2 separate regions of the Mus musculus genome follow, and region 2 is linked to region 1. Evidence: chromatin contacts called from public HiChIP or PLAC-seq data. All regions are on one chromosome and are shown on one strand. The core of a region is the stretch at or near the end of the contact, and the rest is flanking DNA. Distances in the headings are between cores, read along the strand shown. Region 1 overlaps Kcnq5 (potassium voltage-gated channel, subfamily Q, member 5). Region 2 overlaps Kcnq5 (potassium voltage-gated channel, subfamily Q, member 5).

What was found. HiChIP or PLAC-seq counts read pairs in DNA pulled down with a chosen protein or histone mark.
Region 2: a contact with region 1 is called in a FOXA1 HiChIP or PLAC-seq map of pancreatic cancer cells. The contact joins two enhancer-like sites. A contact is called at or near these places in 1 of 484 Hi-C or Micro-C datasets (cortical neurons) and 3 of 115 datasets of contacts at active chromatin or transcription factors (bone marrow-derived macrophages, cardiomyocytes and pancreatic cancer cells).

Annotation. Positions count from the first base shown.
Region 1 is chr1:21,497,228-21,504,593 of GRCm38.p6, reverse strand. All of the region lies in intron 5 of Kcnq5 (potassium voltage-gated channel, subfamily Q, member 5), which reads left to right. Among named protein-coding and RNA genes, the nearest start is that of Khdc1b, 120 kb to the right of the region's middle. Within about 2 kb of position 4,568, at least 30 of the 459 cell types and tissues checked have an H3K27ac peak or open chromatin away from gene starts, as enhancers often do. A contact at or near this core is called in pancreatic cancer cells, where this site is marked.
Region 2 is chr1:21,832,852-21,840,140 of GRCm38.p6, reverse strand. All of the region lies in intron 1 of Kcnq5 (potassium voltage-gated channel, subfamily Q, member 5), which reads left to right. Among named protein-coding and RNA genes, the nearest start is that of Kcnq5, 130 kb to the left of the region's middle. Within about 2 kb of position 3,575, at least 25 of the 459 cell types and tissues checked have an H3K27ac peak or open chromatin away from gene starts, as enhancers often do. A contact at or near this core is called in pancreatic cancer cells, where this site is marked.

The DNA.
Region 1 (7,366 bases), core at 3,319-5,818:
TAGAAAATAACTGGGCATGAAAATAACTGGGCATGTGACGAGCGCCTTTGGTCCCAGCACTAGGGAGGCAGAGACAGGTAGATCTCTGTGAGTTCAAAGCCAGCCTGGTCTATAGAGAAAGTTCTAGGACAGGCAGGGCTACACAGAGAAACCCTGTCTCAGAGAGAGAGAGAGAAATAGAGAATATTAAAAATTAAATGCATGCTTCCTATTATATTTAATTCATTTTAAAAATGCATTAGTCACATGTGACAGTCAGTTCATAATACTGAGCAGACCCCAGAAAAAATTCCTAAATGTCAGGATATTGAAACATAGGATAAATAAAGGGAAATCTGTCTGCTTTCACGGTATAGGAAGCAGATCAGTGAACATCCACTACATATAATTTACTTACACATATATGGCAAAAATTATTTTTTCAAATATTTATTGTTGCTATGTGTTATCTACAATTCACAGAGCTGCAAAATAGCTCAGAAAAGTCATGAAGATGCAGAACACAATAGTCTGGAAAGAGTGTACTGTGAATAATGCATTTTTTTTCTTTCAGACAAAAATTCTCCCTGCATTGTGAAGAATTTACAAAACAGTCACTTGGAACCCACTCTCTAAAAAGAATTTATAGTACATGGGAATACTTTATACAAGATAAAAATTATAGTTCTTATTTTATATGGTTATGGTGTTTTAAAAGAGAGTTACATGGAAACATACAAAATTTATAATTGTGAGAGATATTTCTATTTTATTCTTGAGATTATAATTCCAACATTGCTTCCTTCCATTTCGCCTTCCAAACCCTCCCCTATAGCCTACTCCATTCTCCTTCAAATTCATGACTTCTTTTACTTACTAATTACTAATATATATATATATATATGTGTGTGTGTGTGTGTGTGTGTGTGTGTGTGTGTGTGTGTGTGTGTGTGTATTCCTCAATATTACCTGCACAGTACATATAACATTACTTGTATGTACATTTTCAGGGCTGACCATTTGGCCCTAAACAACCAACTGGTGTGCTCTTCTGTGGGGAAGACCACCTCTTCCATTCCTAGATTTCTTCAGTTGCCTACACCTCTATGTCTAGGGTTGAGGCTTCCTGGGCTTTTCTCCATCCCCTTTGTGCTGTCCATTGGTGTTGTCCTTGTTCAGCTCACGTTTGGGCAGTCATGTTAATGACCATCTATGGGTGGAGCGTGTGATATTACTAGGAGACACAACCTCACAGAAAACTCCTGATTCTCTGATTCTGACACTCTTATTACCACCTTTTCTGCAATGCCCTGAGTCTAGGACGCAAGAGTGTTTTGTAGATGTATCCACTGGGACCAGGCTCTAGAGTTCTTCATTTTGATTGGTTGTAGTTTTCTGCAGTAAACTCTGTTGCAAAGAGAAGTCTCCTTGATGAAAGGTGAAGACTATTCTAATCTGTGGGTGTACATAATTAAGTTTATATTGTTAGAGAATAGGTTGGTTTACCAAATTATTAACTATAGATTCTCCTACAGTGACCATGGCTTCATTAGCAGTGCATAGTTAGCTAGGTTTCCACTAGCAGAAATGATTTTTCTTCTTGTTTAACAGAATGTCAGTCCAATTAGAGAGCTGTTGCTTACTACTAAGGTGTGTGGGCTACTCCGGTACCAACAGTTATTGTTTTGTAGATGCACTTCATAGGAATCACAGTTGGATAGGACAATTGGTTGCTTCCCTCTTGTAGAAGCTCACATAGTACCTTCTGATACCAAGAAATCTAGTCATCAGGGAGGGGACATTCAGGGCAGTTCCAGCTCAGGATTTACAGAGTTCATGGTGTCATCAGCAAAAGGAACTAACTTCCTCCCCTAGGGAGGTAACTACAGGCAACAGTAATAGACTGTATGCTTTGGGAGTCTCTTAGACAAAACAAGTGAAAAGACATCTTTCTCGTGTCTGTATTGATACTTTTGTTATGTGGTCTTTGGCACTTGGAGGGAAGATGCTCATCCCAGATGAGAAAAGTTTGCTAAAACTATGCATGTATGTTTAAATATGAAATTAGGTGTATTATGGGGTTATTTTATACTTGGATAGTTAGTCTGATTTCTTGTTGCTGTTTCAGAATCTTTATTGGTATTTTACACACCTCCCTCCTTCTTTTGTATTCAACCCCCTTCCTTCCGCTTCCCCAAGAATCCCTCAGTTTTCTTCTTTCCTCTCTCAGTCCACTTGTATACTGCTATTCTCCTTGCCCTCCTTCTGTTTCTTCCATATTCTCCTCTCTCCTTCTCCCTCAAGAGTCCTTTTCCCATTTGTGTAAATTTTTTTCCACTCCTTTTGTTCTGCAGAGGAAAATTCACTTATAAATCACTCTTGAATGCTAGCCAGCTTTTTTGCCAATCTATGAACGAACGTGTCATCATCTTGGCCTGTGACTGAGGCACTGCTGGATTTGTGTTTGCCTTTTCAGGAGCACAGACTTGAGTTGGTATTGTCTAATAATCCACTGTTCATCCAAAGCTCATTTATGTGGCTAGAACTCCTGTGAGAGACAGTGAAAATTTGTCAGGACTAAAGCAGAATTTGATATATTTTTGATTATATAGTAGTCATTACATGAATAAAAGTTAGAGATATGTTCCCCTACATTTAAGGCTGTTAGAAACATTGAGTGCATGTCTTCAAGATTGTGCTGTTGGTGAGAGTGTAGTCTATTATTTAAAAAACAGGTTATACGATGAAAGAGAAAAATATCTTCGCTGAGTGTACATCAGTCAAAAAAATCAGCATCTAAAATATATAAACTGTAAAAATTCAACATAAAAATTCCATCAGGTCAGTAAATGAGCTAATGACCTTGACAGACAATTCTCAAAAGAACTAAAATAAATAGCGAACAGGTACTTGAAAATATATATATATATATATATATATATATATATATATATATATATATATATATATGTATGTATGTATGTATATATATATATATATATATATATATATATATATTCAAAACTTAGCCATAGAGGAAATGTAAATTAAAACTGTTTGGGAACGTTCCCACCTCAGACAGAATGGCTCTTGTCAAGGAAATGCATGACAGTAAATGCTAGTGAAGATAGGGAGAAGAGGAAAACATATACACTGTTGGTGGGAATGTGTACTGAACAGCCACTGTGGGAATCATTGTGGAATTTCTTCAACAAACTAAAAAGGACTCTATCACTACCGAGTGTATTCTCAAGGGACTCTAAGTCAGCATGCTATGAGGCACAAGCACACGATGCTTACTATAGCACTGTTCATAGTACCTAGGCAATAGAACCAGATTGGATGTGCATGTTTTTCTCTAAGATGAGGAGTCTAGATATGAACAAATGTGAGTGCATGTATGTGCACACATTCACATGCATCCATAGTCCCATAAAAGTAGATAGACAATTGTGGAGGGTTTTTTTTTCTGCCACAAAGGAAAATGCAACCATAGCATCTGTAGGAAAGTGGATGCAAATGGAGATTGTCATTGTCACAGTGAAATAATCCTGATGCAGAAAAACTAACAATGCATGCCTTCTCTAATGTGGAAAGTCTAGACATAGATGTGTGTTTGTGTGTATGCGCGCACAGTAGTTCATATGTACATACGTGTACACACACATACTGCACCCTTAGCCCCATGAAACCCATAGGGTATCATGTGAGAGGAGAAAGAGGTTGATGCCTGTGGTAGGGAGAAGAGAGGATAATGAAATGCATGCAACATACAAAGGTAGGGAGAAATATAATCAGAAAAAGCAACACAGTTGGGATGCCAGAGGAATTTGGGAGAGGGATGAGTCAGAACAAAATCATATAATGGCATGCATGCATGAGAAAAAAATATCATGGCATGCACATATGAGAAGTGTTACATAATAAGAGAAAGCGTCATAGTGAAACTCATTGCTTTATGAGTTAACTCACAAAGTCAATTTAGAAAAAAAAATTGTTTCATTTCCAACTCTTCCTCCCTACACACAAGAAACACTGGGCAAAGGATAGAGATCAGAAATAGACTTGAAATTCTTTTTTTTTTTAGGTATTTTACTCGTTTACATTTTTAATGCTATCCCAAAGGTCCCCCATACCCACCCCCCCAATCCCCTACCCACCCACTCCCCCTTTTTGGCCCTGGCGTTCCCCTGTACTGGGACATTCTTGAAATACCTCTAATAAACAGAAAGTAAATGAAATCCTGTTATTTGTGGTGAGATATGGTGTAACCTGAGAAAGTGGGTGGGTTTTCATGGGATCGAGGGAAGGCAATTCATAGCCCAACCTTTCTGCAGCAGTCTGAATTCATGTGTGGCGTTTGCTTCTCTTGGATAATTCAAATACATTTCAGTTGATGGAGATATTCAGGGGCACCTGTTCCCCCTTTGAGATGCAGTTGCTGGCAAATTAAGCCTGGCACCTTTTTATCTCTCTTTCCATTCTTCCTCTCTCTTTTTTTTATTACCAATACAAATTGCTGTGTTGTGTGTTAAACTGTGTGTGGGAAACTCTCAATATACCCTTGCTTAGTCACCAGCCAGCTAGCTTCTCGGCAGCGCCACGAACAAAGCAAGCTTTCAAAGGTCATCTCTGCGATGTGTAGGGAGAAGCAGCGTATTTTCAATGATTTCCTCTTCGAGAAGGCTGTTTTGACTGCTGTTTAACCTGTGCTTTACAGGCTTCTCAATGGCCTAATTATGTTTCCATAAAAAAAAAAACCACTAGGCTTGATATCAAAGTAAAAATAAGTAAATAAAAAGATCGTTCAGCATACCAAGCTTCTAGGAATGAAAATAAGGGCTTATGACTCTGAAACAGTTTTGTTTATATTGGCTGACTCATTAATGGAGTTGTCTGAAGGTTAAAAAAAAACATGAAATGTAGTTAAGAGAGATTATTATTTCTATTCATTACAAAAACAGCATATAGTAGATCTGAGTGCTAAGGAAATTTAGATTATTGATAGTGACTTATAATATGTCACTAAAGACCTTTGTGGAAAGCTTGTTTATGTCATTTTTAATTGAAATTGTCCCTGTTGCATATGATGGGGTCCTCAATAACTCTGGAGTATCTAGATTAAATGGGAAAATAAGACCACCCTAAACTGGAGTACACCACCCTACACTGAAGTGTGCCACTCTAAACTGGAGTGTTTATTAGTTCTAGGCTTTATGAAAAGCGGAATTCTCCTTAGTAAGAGTCCAAAATACCAACATTTGATACCAGAATTCACTTTGTGTTCCATCTATAAATACAGTACCCCACTAAATTCCAAGTTTTAAAAGTAAAGATCCTTGATTTAAGATAGGAAGAGCTGTCCCCAGCATCAATATTTAGGGAGATACAGGAGTGTGGTCAGCAGTGATCAATGCCAAAGTACAGGTTTTTTTTTAATTAGGTATTTTCTTATTTTACATTTCAAATGCTATCCCAAAAGTCCCCCATACCCTCCCCCACCAACTCCCCTACCCACTCACTCCCACTTCTTGGCCCTGGTGTTCCCCTGTACTGAGGCATAAAAACTTTGCAAGACCAAGGGGACTCTCTTCCCAATGATGGCCAACTAGGCCATCTTCTGCTACATATGCAGCTAGAGACACAAGCTCTGGGGATACTGGTTAGTTCATATTGTTGTTCCACCAATATGGTCGCAGACTCCTTTAGCTCCTTGGGTACTTTCTCTAGCTCCTCCATTGGGGGCCCTGTGTTCCATCCAATAGCTGACTATGAGCATCCACTTCTGTGTTTGCCAGGCACCGGCATAGCCTCACAAGAGACAGCTATATCAAGGTCCTTTCAGCAAAATCTTGCTGGCGTATGCAATGGTGTCTGTGTTTGGAGGCTAATTATGGGATGGATCCCTGGGTGCTGCAGTCTCTAGATGGCCCATCCTTTCATCTCAGCTCCAAACTTTGTCTCTGTAATTCCTTCCATGGGTGATTGTTTCCAATTCTAAGAAGGGGCAAAGTGTCCACACTTTGGTCTTCTTTCTTCTTGAGTTTCATGTGTTTTGAAAATTGTATCTTGGGTATTCTGAGTTTCTGGGCTAATATCCACTTGTCAGTGAGTACATATCATGTGAGTTCTTTTGTGATTGGGTTACCTCACTCAGGATGATACCCTCCAGGTCCATCCATTTGCCTAGGAATTTCATAAATTCATTCTTTTTAATAGCTGAGTAGTACTCCATTGTGTAAATGTACCACATTTTCTGTATCCATTCCTCTGTTGAGGGGCATCTGGGTTCTTTCCAGCTTCTGGCTATTATAAATAAGGCTGCTATGAACATAGTGGAGCATGTGTCCTTATTACCAGTTGGAACATCTTCTGGATATATGCCCAGGAGAGGTATTGCAGGATCCTCCAGTAGTACTATGCCCAATTTTCTGAGGAACCACCAGACTGATTTCCAGAGTGGTTGTACCAGAACAGCAATGACTTCTGCTGTAAGATCAAGAATCAACAAATGGGACCTCATAAAATTGCAAAGCTTCTGTAAGGCAAAAGACACTGTCAATAAGACAAAAAGGCCACCAACAGATTTGGAAAGGATCTTTACCAATCATAAATCAGATAGGGGACTAATATCCAATATATATAAAGAACTCAAGGAGGTGGACTCCAGAAAATCAAATAACCCCATTTAAAAATGGGGTACAGAGCTAAACAAAGAATTCTCACCTGAGAAATACTGAATGGCTGAGAAGCATCTGGAAAAATGTTCAGCATCATTAATCATCAGGGAAATGCAAATCAAAACAACCCTGAGATTCCACCTCACACTAGTTAAAATGGGTAAGATCAAAAATTCAGGTGACAGCAGATGGTGGTGAGGATGTGGAGAAAGAGGAACATTCCTCCATTGTTGGTGGGATTGCCAATGTACAGTTTTGATACCTGAACACAATTCCATGGTGAGGAACAAAGGAATGTGTCCTCCTTACTATGTTAGATGTCAGATACTCAAGATCTGGTACCAAGACCACAGCAAGTTCACAGAGACATAGATGGTAGCTGTTTGGTGTGTGGACACTGATGTTAAGGATGCTAAATAGAAGTGTCTGCCAAAACATCAGAAGAAAGGAAAACTGTATTCTTTATTGCAAACACACAGTCTAAGCAGAGTGGGGGCTTGGGAATTGGAAGTTGCCGTGAAATGATTTCTGGCCTCTATAGTGGTAACTGGGATCAGGGGTTGTCATGGCAGGCAGTGGATGGGGTGAACAAGCTAACTCCATATGCTCCTTGCTCTGGAGTTCAGGGTCTGGGTGCTATTATTTCTTCAATCATCCTAGCACTATTTTCTTCTTGTCCAGCCACCTCATATTTATTCAGAAATAAT
Region 2 (7,289 bases), core at 2,326-4,825, 340 kb before region 1:
CTAAAATATCAGGACCTTTTAATCTAATGACATAGCTTTTCCTGTTCTTCTGTTTCTCCTATACTTTTTCTTACTGCTTTGCCATTTAGAAGTCCATCCACAAAAGCAATTTTTGGAAACGATGTCTGTTTTTATGTGTGCAGCTTCACGTTAAAATTAAAAATATCAATTAAGAAGTTGTTGCTTCCTTCATACTTCTTTTATTGTCCATAATTAATGAATTGTTTGAATTGGGCTCTCTGGCATTAGCTGTTGTTATACTATCAGATTGATGGCATGCTAAATATTTAAGTCAGGTGAGTGTGTTCATTTCATAGTACTTGGTATTTCTAGGAAGCACCTGAGTTTATGCAGGACTGTTGTTTATAAATGGTAGCAGTCGGGGCTAAGACCTCTACTTCAGTACTAGTAACTTTGCCCAGTTCACCCTATTCTTATACTGCATTGTGCATTCTTTCTATATTTTTCTTCAGCTTTTGAAAATTCCATACACATATATGTTTTTTAATTGATTCTGAGTCCAGTTAATGCTCACTATAGAAAAATAAGTGTGGGATCACCTGCTGGGCCAACAACAACCTACCAGAGACCCTATCTCCAGAGAAAAGTGACTTTCCCTGGGAAGCCAGCAATCACCAACTGTCCTCCTTAACCCTAGAGAACAGAGGTTTGAAAGCAAGATGAATCACAAAATCATATTCCCTTTGGAGACCACAGAAATGCTATTTTTCACATACAAACACAAATACACATACATGCATGCACACACACACACACACACACATGCACGCACGCACATACACACGTACACACATACACAAAGGCACATACACATGCACATGGGCAAGCTTCTGGTGATACCTAGAAATTTGTGACTTTCTTTTTACCTTGTTACTCTCATCTGCCTCTCATCAGGCTGCTTTCCAACTGTGCCTGCATTCCTAACTGCAAATACCTCTCTCCTTATAAGGACACTACTTACTGAATTTAGAGACCACTGAAGCCCAGAAGAGTCTCTTTTCAATTTTCAAAATATGTTCATATCCACAGATACCTGGAGTTAGGAATCCAACATATGTCTTCTTAGGGGATATAGTTCAATACTTAATAATGGTATATTTAAATTTCTGTAATTCTTTATCATCTATAGGTAGGATTCTGTAAAACACTCTTAAAACACTCTGTAAACACCCAAATATAAAAGATAATCTCTCTGTACTCTCCACTGGACTTCTAATTGCAGTTGAATGTGTACGTCCACAGTGTTGTTTGTTTGCCCTGAGACTTGGTTCCCATGTTATCCTTGCCCTTTCTCATGATTTTCTTAACAAAACTTGTCAAGCATTACCTTTGTTCACAAGGCTTTGGAGGCTGTTCAAATGTGCCAGAACAGACACGCTGGTGAGCAAGGGTGAGTCACTATCTCCCTCCTGTGTCAGGGATCTGCTGACAGATACTAATGGCTGTTGTCATTGAACTTAACCTAAAGCTATGGTGAAGGAAAAAAAAAAAAAAACAAGGGCTGGATCACGTTTAGCCAAGACAACTGAGATACTGGATTTTTTTGGTTTGGGTTTTGTTTTTGTTTTTTTCCCCCTTCAACAGCCCCATGGATTATATATAGATAAAGGGTTGTTATTTTCAAGTCTGTGGCAGATTTCAAGGCACCATCTTTTTTTTTAAAGTAACCTTAATATAATTTTGACTATAAGAAACAGGAAAAAAAGAAAAAAAATGGCATTAAGGAGAATGCATTGAAATTCAAAAGCGCAGATGATGATAAGTCAAGATCCAGTGATCCTCTCACCTTATTATGGTACAAAGTGATGTTACAGCCTAATTAGCCACATGGAACACTACTTCTCATTATTTGTATCCTTCTTAAAATAATTACTTATACCTGTGAACTGCCTTTAAAATATTCCAGGAAAGCTGTCTTACATGAGAACTCTTTTGGGTATCATCTACGGAGTATTTCAATCGGTAAAGGATGATTTTCACAGATTTTTAAATTCTTTAAGTAAAAGACAGATTAAGAAAAAGGATCAGCTCTTGCAAGCTGGAGTTCAGTGAGACTTTGCCTATCACAGCAAGATTTATTTTGAATAATATAACTACTTCAGAAAATTGTCTTTTTCAGCACACAGCCTATGGTGGATTGAATGAGAACTGCCCCCATAGATATTTAAGTGTTTGGATAGATATTTGAGATATTTAACGGTTGTTGGACTGTTCTGGGAAGGATTAGGGCATTGCTGGATGTGGAGGTGTGCCACTGGAGGTGGGTTCTGACATTTCAAAAGCCCATACCATGCCTAAGCTAAATCTCTCTCTGCTTCTTGCCTGAGGATGAGGACGTAAGCTCTCACCTACCTTTCCAGTGCCATGCCTGCCTGCCTGTCACCATGCTTCCTGCTATGATGAGTGTGGACTAACCCTCTGAAATTGTAAGCAAGCCTCCCATTAAATGTTTTCCTTTATACTATTTGCTTTGCTCATGGTGTCTCTTCACAGCAATGGAACAGTAACCAAGTCATAGTATGAACATTAAATAAGCAAGTGATGTGGGAGGATGTGGGCTGACCACATGAGATGTAGGTAATCTTGCTGGACGTGAAAGAACAACAAAGAGAGGGCTGAGAAATTAGTTTATGATGAAGAATAGAGATTGAGTTGACATATAGTGTTTCTTTTTAAATCATAACCTGTTCTTAAAAGCAAATACTTCTCTCATAAAAAAAGTATGTGTATAAACAAACACACACACACACACATATATATATACATATATATATGTATATATATATATATATATATATATATATATTAAGAGATAGAACCAAGTTTAGATAAACTCCAGCTGCCTTTAGATTGAGTTGGTTATAGTGACCTTCCTATGGAAGACCAGGCCCTAGGACGCTCTATTTGAAACACACAGACATCTTTTTATAACAACAGTTTGTTGGGAATTATTTAAAAGTCAAATTTTAATAAGAATATTGAGCCAAACCTCAGGCTTACTGAATCAGCATCTGAATTTTCACAAAAATACTCAATGATCTAAATTGTATTGGAATTTGAGAAGCACCTATGATATGAAGTACAGCTATCATAATGGGAGGTGAATCTAAGTGCTGACACCTTAATTCCTATTGATTAAGAACATTCTTGCTGCTTTCTGTCTTCAGGAGAAAGGAGGACGGTACTAAACTGTATGTAATATGTACGTATATTATACGTACAATGAATATAAAATGTAATAATGACTTTGGGTGAAAAATCTCATTAAACCAGACTGTTGTTCCTTAAGCTTGTAAAAAAATGCTTTTCCATTTTTTGTTTTTGTTTTTCATTACTGAGGGCACCAAGTATAGGAAAATTCAGTCTCTGTTAGTCCCATGTACTTACCAGGAGAACTCCTCCTCAGATGAGGCAAGAAGTCCCTGTCCTGCATTTGGACCCATCATAAGTTCATGCTGTGCCAGGGCAAATGAGTGTTTTTTCCCCCGCACTGGCTATGACATGCTCACACATGAATGTATTTCATTCAGAAAAAGTAAAGGCTTAGAATGGCTTAGGCTGCCTTAACGGGAAACAGATGTGTCATGGTGCACCCACTCCCTGACCACCTGTGGTTTGCCCATGACTCAACTTTCCTCAATAAAGGGAGTTAACTCTTGGATCCTGAGCAAACTCTAAATTACATATTTACTTTCTTCTTTCCCATATTTCTCTTCACTGTTCCTTACGATTATAGGATCTGACTATTGAGAGACATTTCAATAAACTAAACAAGGAAGTGTCACCGATCCAAGAATTATCATTGAACAGTGTCTTCCTCGCTGGGATTTAGACTGAGGTTCTGTTAAAAGCGTAGCTAGAACGTTAATTTAACCAACCAATTAGAAAGTGATTTTTATTTTGTATTTAAAGTCACCTGGCTATGAAATACTTCTAACTGCTGGTGTTTTTAGTTGAGGGGAGGAATTATGCTCTTATGCTTTGGGGGCCTTTGATTAATTACTTACTCCGCAGCTGCCCCAATCATAGAATAATTTAGACAAACTAATATAATATTTATTATATTTCAACTTAGGTAACACCTGCAGTTATAGCCCACCATAAGCTTCATCCTGCAGGTACTTTCAAGTAGCCAAAAGGAAGGATTTGAACTTCTTTATACTTTGTTTTTCCTGACATGCCCTGTGCTCTTTTTATTCACAGAAAACATGCAGGGAAATGATCTAACCAACCACAGGTAGGTGGATGGAAAACACAGGCACAAATAGTCCACAGGGGAAATAGTCATGTCTTGAGGACTCACTGACAATATTCTAGAAAATATTTTTTTTCAATGTATGCCATCAACTTGGCTTGGCCTTTTAAGATGATATTTCTGTATCTGTCTTTCCTTTTCATAGCATTACCTAATGGAAAGTGCAATATAAACAATGTAACTTGTCATGGAATTATATGACATCAATGGGCCATGTTGCAATTAAAACACCTCACAATGGAGTAAATAGAAGCAAAACCATCAAAAACAAAAACCAGAAACAAAACTTCAGTGTTATTTTATTGCTTATGGTTTTCCATGCAAATGGCATGAACCTTACATTTTACAAAATTTTAGCTTGTGTATTTTGGTGTGCAAATGGCTTCCAAAATGACACATTGCAAATTTTATATACCTTTTGTAAATTCACAGACTTAAATGATAGACAAGCTAATATCCTGGAGCAGTGTAGTCTATGGGAAACTTGGGACATTTCCTAGGAGTGTTTGAGTCCAAATGTGTTTACCATGTCTATCCAGCATAAAGAAATGACCTGTGGGATTAGATCATACTAAAGGGTGCCTAGAAGGCAACTGCAATATCATTTGTGAGATGTAATGTTAAGTTTGAAACAATTATAACTCCAAATGATAGATTTTGAGCCACAGGGCTATTTAAAAGTTCACTTAGGCAAGAAAACACTTAGTGACTTATCAATGCTCTCAGAGTGAATTAATTTACTAAGCCATAAAACCAAATGGGAGTATATTGTGGAAAAAGGCTGTGGTATAAAATGATGATCATTCTAATATTGAGCTCTTTTTAAAAGTAAGTTAATTTTGTAATAGCCAAAATATGATGCTTTAGACGTCCATTCCTTTAATGGACTAATAACATATAACACCATAGGCATTTCAGACTGTTGTTCCACGTGCTCAATTGACTTTAACTATTTAAGACTTTAAAAATATGTGTTGGTGTATTTTGCCTCTGTGTGTGTGTGTGTGTGTGTGTGTGTGTGTGTGTGTGTGTGTGTGCATCATATGCATGTCTAATGGAGGTCAGAAGAGGGTGTCAGTACCTTGGAACTAGGGTTACAGATGAGCAATGATATGGGGGCTGGGAATAGAACATGTGTCCTTAAAAGCAAGTTAAAAGTTAAAAGCAAGAGCACATGTCTTTAACTGCTGAGCCACTCCTTCAACCCCCATCCAAGACTTCTAATGTCATTCCATCAATATGTATTTAGTATGTTTCATCCTTTTACATGATAACTTAAAAATAAATTATCATCTAATTCTCACAGTTGACCCAAAATAATTTTTGTGATGTTTGTGTAAGTTGAACTAGTACTAGGGTGAAAAATATGGCAAAATATGGTTCCTAGCATTATGAAGCTTGTATTTGCTGAAGAGAAAAAAAATTAGCTTTAATTTAATAAAGGTTATTCAAAAGGGTGTTATGGGAAGGAGAGGGAGAGGGAGAGGGAGAGGGAGGAGAGGGAGAGGGAGAGGGAGAGGGAGAGGGAGAGGGAGAGGGAAGAGGGAAGAGGGAAGAGGGAAGAGGGAAGAGGGAAGAGGGAAGAGGGAAGAGGGAAGAGGGAAGAGGGAAGAGGGAAGAGGGAAGAGGGAAGAGGGAAGAGGGAAGAGGGAAGAGGGAAGAGGGAAGAGGGAAGAGGGAAGAGGGAGAGGGAGGAGAGGGAGAGGGAGAGGGAAGAGGGAAGAGGGAAGAGGGAGAGGGAGAGGGAGAGAGAGGGAGAGGGAGAGAGAGCTAAAAAATAGATTTTGATTCTGATTCAGAATTTTGAAGAAAAGCAATGGTTTTCAGAGAAGATAATTTCAGGGAGAGAGCACCATACAATCTAAGGCCTGGTTTTTTTGTTTTTTTTTTTTTTAATACAAATTGAGTTTAGTTAGTGAACCACTGAGTATGATTTGGGTCTAGAACAAGAAAACTAATATATTAGAAAATAAATTGAAATTGTATTTGAGAAGACTTGAAATGTATGCTATATGATTTAGGCAAGAATATTATGTTGTAAAACTCACATTACACTAGAAATTCATATCTGAAGAGATTCAAGGAAAAAAACTAAGTGAAGGTAGTTCCTATGTATTGCAGTAGGTTTAAAACTTAGTACTTAGTCAAAAATAATAGAATGAAGCAGTGCCTTTTGTACTAATGCAGTGCTTTTCTGTTGCTGTGATAAAACACTGACCAGAAGCAAAGTGGGTGAGAAGAGATTGATTTTAGCTTCTGGTTATATAGCCCAGTTATGGAGCAAAGCCAAGGAACCCAAGGCAGGACCTTTAAGAATATCACTTGCTCTTTACTGTTTCTAGGGTAAGGGTCAGCTCCCTTTCCTACATGGCCTAGGACCACCTAACCAAGGATGGCATTATTTCTAGTGGGCTGGACCTTCTTAAACCAACTATCATCAAGACAGTGCCCGATGGGCTGATCTGAACTTAGATTCCAGATGTGTAAAATTGACAACACAACTAATGCGGATGGATATCCACTAATTGATCTTATATTCTAATAATTTTTTTGTTAAGTAAATTACTTAAGGCATTTCTAATTACAAGACCATTTTTGAGTTAAATTCTATAAAACTAATGGTATTTGTCTTCTGTTTACTCTTAAAAAATGAACTTTTCAAATAATTTCAAGTATTTGATAAATTAACATTCTAAACATATTTCTATACATTACATTTCTCCTACTTACATAAAAAGTAACTTGACGGGACGCAAGTCAGCCACTGTAAATAAAATTTAATCACATCATATTGTAACAACAGAGAAGAATAATATATAGTTTTCCAAGAGAAGCACCCTAGGAAAATACGTTCATATATCATCAATCAGTGTGTACGGAAGGTATCTTAGAAAAATATATGCACCTTTGTGTATATCCATTTATTATTTTCTTTGTAGAGTATTCTTTCATGAGGAAATTAAATACCTAAGAAACAATACTTTATTTTTTTAAAGATGTCTTTATTTTTTTA